Linked DNA regions of Gossypium arboreum: region 1 is linked to region 2. Evidence: chromatin contacts called from public Hi-C data. All regions are on one chromosome and are shown on one strand. Each heading gives the region's core, a stretch centred on a gene start, on an enhancer-like site or on the middle of the called end of the contact. The rest is flanking DNA. Distances are from core to core; before and after follow the strand shown.

Region 1 (2,743 bases), core at 213-2,712, 150 kb after region 2:
ACTAGTTAATTAATTATGATTAAGCTTCTTTAACCCCTTTTTGAGATTAAAAAATTAACAAACCAAACAGTATTATTTTCCCCTTTTTTATTGGTTAAAAAAATTCTTTAATCATTGCTTCCAATTTCATTCTCTATAGGTCGAATTATTCGTTTAATTTGATTGGTTGGAGATAAATTTAGATAATTTTTATATTTTTATAAAGATATATTAACATTATATATTTTTCAGATATTGAAATGCAGTCCACCTCAAATTTCAAAAAAAATAAATTCAAAATTGAACCATAAATGGAACACATCTACTCACTATGTTTTGGATGGCTAGTCCATGTTCCTTTTAGGGGATGAAAACACAACCGTTGAAACATATAATGGAAAGTGTGATAAAAGAGACAAGTTCGAAATGCCAAACCAAATTGAAACTTTGTCAGCAATTTACACTTCCCTACTTTAACTATATTTATATTCAAACTTTGTCACCAATTTACACTTAAACAATATTTAAAAGGTTAAATTTTTTTTAAATTTTGGAATTATAGTCTTGATGAAATGGTAGCTTTAAAGTTATTAAGTTAAATTATGGTATTTTTAGAATATTATGTGGAAAAAATATTATCATATGTGTAATGTAATGTCATGTTATGTCGTTAATTATTTACACATAATATTCACAAAAAATTATGTGATTTTAGTTAATAGTTTAATGACTATTATTAAAAAGTATAAGAATTAAAAGTAATCAATTTGATCTCTAAAGAAAAGTGATCAAATTGAAGAACGTGAATTAAATCCACGACTAATAACAAATTTTGAACTACTATTTGAATAAAATTGATACTTCAAAATTCAAAAAGAACTAAATTAAAATATAAATATTGAATGCGTTGATTAGAGATTTTAGGTGAGCTTTCCAAAATAAGTTTTTCATCTCTAATTACACAATATTTTGTTAACTAAAATAACATTATAGAATTATCTTGCAATATTTCATATACCACAACATACTCAACATATTACACAATTAAACAAATTAACTAGAGAAAAAAAGATTTGAACTCATATGATGTAAGTGGGACCAATTTTATAATATTTTGTATAACATGATTTATATTTAATTGCATAAAACATTGCACCTTTTATAATTATTTTATATAATGGAAGATGATATCAAAGAAATCGCTTTTACAAAAATATCCTGGTTCATTGCATGTACGGTGAAACAAACCCTAAGAAATTAAAATACAGAACTCCCATTAAAATGGTTGTTATGGAGTTAGAACTTAGAAGGTGACCTCTATGATTACCAACTTCAGGGTCCACTGAAAAATATGTAGACCTCCGCAAATCAAAGTTTATTGGGACCCATCATTTCAAATCAACACTTCCCACCTGTCTAGCCTTCCCACTCTGCCATTTTATATATTATATATACCCAATCATACACCATTTTTGCTGCTCCATCTGCACAGAAACATGTCTTCACAATTCCCTAATATTTTCTCATTTCAAACACTGAAACATCGTCGCATCGCCACTCTCAAAACCCCGAGCTCCCATATCAACTGCCTGGCCGTCCACGCTAACCTCCTCTACGCCTCCTCTGCCAACGAAATCAGCGTCTATAGTTTATCCGATCACTCCTTTGTCGATTCTTTTAACCACGATCCCACCACCGGGTTCGTCAAGTCCATCGCATTCAACCAAACCAAAATCTTCACCGCTCATCAAGACGGCAAGATCAGGATCTGGAAAATCGATACCCTTTACAAAAACCACCAGCATATCTCTACTCTCCCCACCGTTAAAGACAAGTTCCTCAATTTCATGTTGCCGAAGAACTACGTTAACGTACGGCGTCATAAGAAGAAGCTTTGGATCCAACACTGGGATACAGTTTCGGGGTTGATGGTAAATGACGCCAAGGGGTTAATGTACTCGGTTTCGTGGGACAAAAGTTTCAAGATATGGAACGTAAAGAACCAACGTTGTTTAGAGTCTGTTAAAGCTCATGAAGACGCCGTTAACACATTGGCTGTTTCCGGTAATGGAACTGTTTACACCGGCTCCGCCGATGGGTTGATTAGAATCTGGGAAATGGCGGAGAGACGGCATAATTTAGTGGGAACCTTGGACAAGCATAAATCGACGGTGAATGCGCTTGCTTTAAACGACGAGGGATCGATATTGTTTTCAGGAGGGAGTGATGGTAGAATCCTGGTGTGGGAGAAAAGAGATGATGAGAATGAGGTGGGATATGTGGAATCATTGTGGGATCATAAAGGGGCGATATTATGCTTGATCAACGTAGGGGAATGGTTTGTGAGTGGATCATCAGATCGGACGGTGAGGGTTTGGCAACGTGGTGGGAAAGAAGGTGGTGGGTTCCATTGTAGCATAGTTCTGGAGGGACATGAAAAACCTGTGAAGTCGTTGGTAGCAGTTGAAACAAGAGTGTTGGAGGGTGTGTTTTCCATATGCAGTGGAAGTTTAGATGGAGAAATTAGGGTTTGGGAGATCTCAATATGTTCTAACTTTAAAATTCCCATGAATTCAATAAAACTTGCTTGATTTTTCTGTATAATTTTGTTTGTATACTTATATATTGTATGTATATCAAATCTTCTACTTTTTACTCATGATTTCATAGCTGAGTTAATAAATATCCCAACCTTAATTCAGCTAATTTGGTCAGGATGAAGTAAGAAATCTTAGATCAATTAATTTTAAGGTTAAAAATACCA
Region 2 (2,835 bases), core at 311-2,810:
AATGTAATTGCACAAGAACCCAACATTAAATCACTTCAATCACTTGTAATAAAATGTCTTGTTTCAATCACATGTGTCGCCATCATTATCATCAACAATGTGAACCTTTTTTGCAATTAAGCGCACCAGCATTGGTCGTTATCGTTGCCACTAGTGAAGATGGCCTAGCACCCAAGCTTGAAGCCTTGGCATAGCTCGACGAGGCGCCAGCACCCGACGCGATAAAGAATGCACCGTTTACCATTAGGTCACCTTCCGATCTCCAATTCCAGCTCTTCCATTCACTCTCCGGTGCATCCTCATGTTTGGTCACCTCTTTGCTGAATCTGTTGTTAGGTGCAGTAAATCTATTCCCTTGGCTGTTTATTGTTGGGTTAGCACTTCCTCCAATGGCATACATTTCCCAATGAGTATAGTCATTGTTCACCACGTGGAAATACCCATGTCTACATCTGTAATTCCGAAAAAATATATAAGTAATCCGTTATTGATATTTATCCTAATTGACCATAGTAGCAATATTATTATTACCGTGGCATTCTTTGGACAAGGCCTTCACCAAAGTGATTAAAGGCAATAGTGACTTGCATGTTCTTGTCTTGAGTATACGAATCACTGTGTCCCAATAACATGACTTTATCATGGTGAGTCATGTAATTGTTGGAAATGGTGATAGCGGTGGAGCCATGGATAGCGTCAATCAAGCCGTCTTTGCAGTTTGATAAGGAGTTATGGTCAACCCAAACATGGCTACCACCGAAGATGGACACACCATCACCGTCTGATATGGTCCTCCAACCATAGTGACGTGGGGAGTCCCTCACCATAGCATTCCCTCCTTGTTTACAATCATGTATGTTGAGTCCATGAATGATAATGTTGGTCACATACTGAACGGTAATGCATGGACCCCCTGCAATATGAACGCTGGCGCCCCTACCGTCGATGGTCTTGAATGAGTTCATTATCAGCTCTTCTTTTAGCTGAATGGTCATGTCACGAGCAAAAATGATCCACAACGGTTCGTCTTGAATCACCGCATGCCGTAATGTCCCTGGTTTGGGGTTAACGGGGTCATCATCGCCCGAGTCAGTGACCACATAAATCTTACCATCTCTTCCGCCAATGGCGTTCTTGCCGAACCCAATGGCACAATCAGCTAGCTTCTGGCGATTAGTCTCCCAGTTGGGGTCACATCTCCAGCAGTCATCAATGGGGTTGCCGGTTCCACAGGAGAGATACCCTAGGTTCCTCCTGGACGCATTGATGGCCCTGCCACCCAAAAACCACAAAAGTTAATTCCTTTGGAGTATTAATGGAGATGACATGGAAATGGAAAAGTGGAGGTGTAGTTTCTTTACCTGTGAACATCTTGGACTACAAGCTCAGGGTCTTGAACAGGGGAAGAGGAAATGAGAAGTGGGAGTAGAAGCAGAAATGTAAAGAGGAAGAGAAGAGGAAGTGAAGGGATCGCCATTGCCATTGTCCTTGCCATTTTACCTTTGTTTGCTTGTTTTGTGAGGCAAGGTGGTGGAGGGAGGTTGAGAAGAAGGGGGTGTTTATAAAGAGGATTAAAAGCCTTGTTCAATGGCGTGATTAAACTAAACATGTAGGGTCGTCTATGCTTCGGTGATTTCAGGTTTTTACGGAATTCCCTGTTGGTAGTTTTTGACTGCTAAGCAATGCCCTCAACAAAGCTGCTCCAAATAGTCAAAAGTTGAAATACTATCCTTTACATGAAAAATATATAAAAAGATTGTCTAAATTTTTATAAAACTAAAATAATATTAGGGTAAACTACAATGCTTACTTACTAAATTTTTTTATCACTTAATTAAAAAATAGTTAGAATTTGATCACTGAACTATTCATGTCATTAGGCTGTTAAAAAATGATATTATATGACTTTCTTTGTTCGTAGTGCATACATTAATCAAAGGCTCTTTTTCTCATTCTCTTTTACAGTTCAAAATTTTTTTTCATGAAACAATTTTGGATATCATGAATCTGCAAACTAAAAATTTAAACAACTTTTTTTTCTGATATCCGACACTGACAGTCATAACAATTTGGATCTAACGTATGTTGTTCTACTTGTTGATCGATACTGATCCACCATATTGATCATTGGCTCATTGCTTGGAGCTCACTGGTAGAACTTTAGAAAAATTAATGACTTAAATGAAAACTTTTGAATAGTTCAGTGACTTAAATGAAAACTTTTAAATAATTTAGTGATCAAATTATAATGTGATAATGTTGTAATTTACCCAAATCATTTTCAGGGTTGTTGTTTTAGGTGTTTTCCACCTAGATTGTAAGTTTGAAGAGGGTTAGTTAGCATATTTGGTTATGGCAGCTATTTCATAAAAAAGTGTTCAAAGGATGGGATATGGTTGAATATTACTAAACTTAAATTCGAGATTGTTGGTTGATTGGTTAATGTTTTTACAAGGTTGCTTCATTTAGTCGCTAAAGGGTGAAAATAATGGTGTTGTCTTTATTAAATATCAACATTATAAAACTTCATATTGAAAACCCACATTAGAAGATGGAAGTTATGAATTAAAATTCAGTTAATGGCTTCATAAATGTTGTAATGTCAGTTTGGAAAACTCACCAAATGGTCAATTTTATAAGAACAAAAATTGCTGTTGGAAAATTTTTAAACTATATTAGGATTGAGTAATTATTTAATACATTGACCATAAAATCTTTTAAATTTATAAGTGTATTTGAGTTAAGTTTGACCTGGTTTGGTTTGGGTCAAAAAAAAGCTTACTTGAGGTTTAACCTATTTAAAAAATAGGTCTCATTTTTTGTTCAATTCCACAT

Evidence for each region. Hi-C and Micro-C count contacts between places; a contact is called where the count stands out from the background.
Region 1: a Hi-C map of leaf shows a contact between it and region 2, with 2.8 times the contacts expected there. The contact joins the promoter of LOC108481069 here to the promoter of LOC108480511 in region 2. A contact is called at or near these places in 2 of 5 Hi-C or Micro-C datasets (both in leaf).

What each region holds. Positions count from the first base shown.
Region 1 is chr1:16,669,042-16,671,784 of ASM2569848v2, forward strand. It overlaps LOC108481069 (protein JINGUBANG-like), which reads left to right and starts at 1,463. Exons shown (of 1, transcript XM_017784244.2): 1 at 1,463-2,583. The coding sequence starts at 1,476. The coding sequence ends at 2,570.
Region 2 is chr1:16,520,915-16,523,749 of ASM2569848v2, forward strand. It overlaps LOC108480511 (probable pectate lyase 18), which reads right to left and starts at 1,561. Exons shown (of 3, transcript XM_017783534.2): 1 at 1,362-1,561; 2 at 532-1,272; 3 at 1-452. The coding sequence starts at 1,495. The coding sequence ends at 92.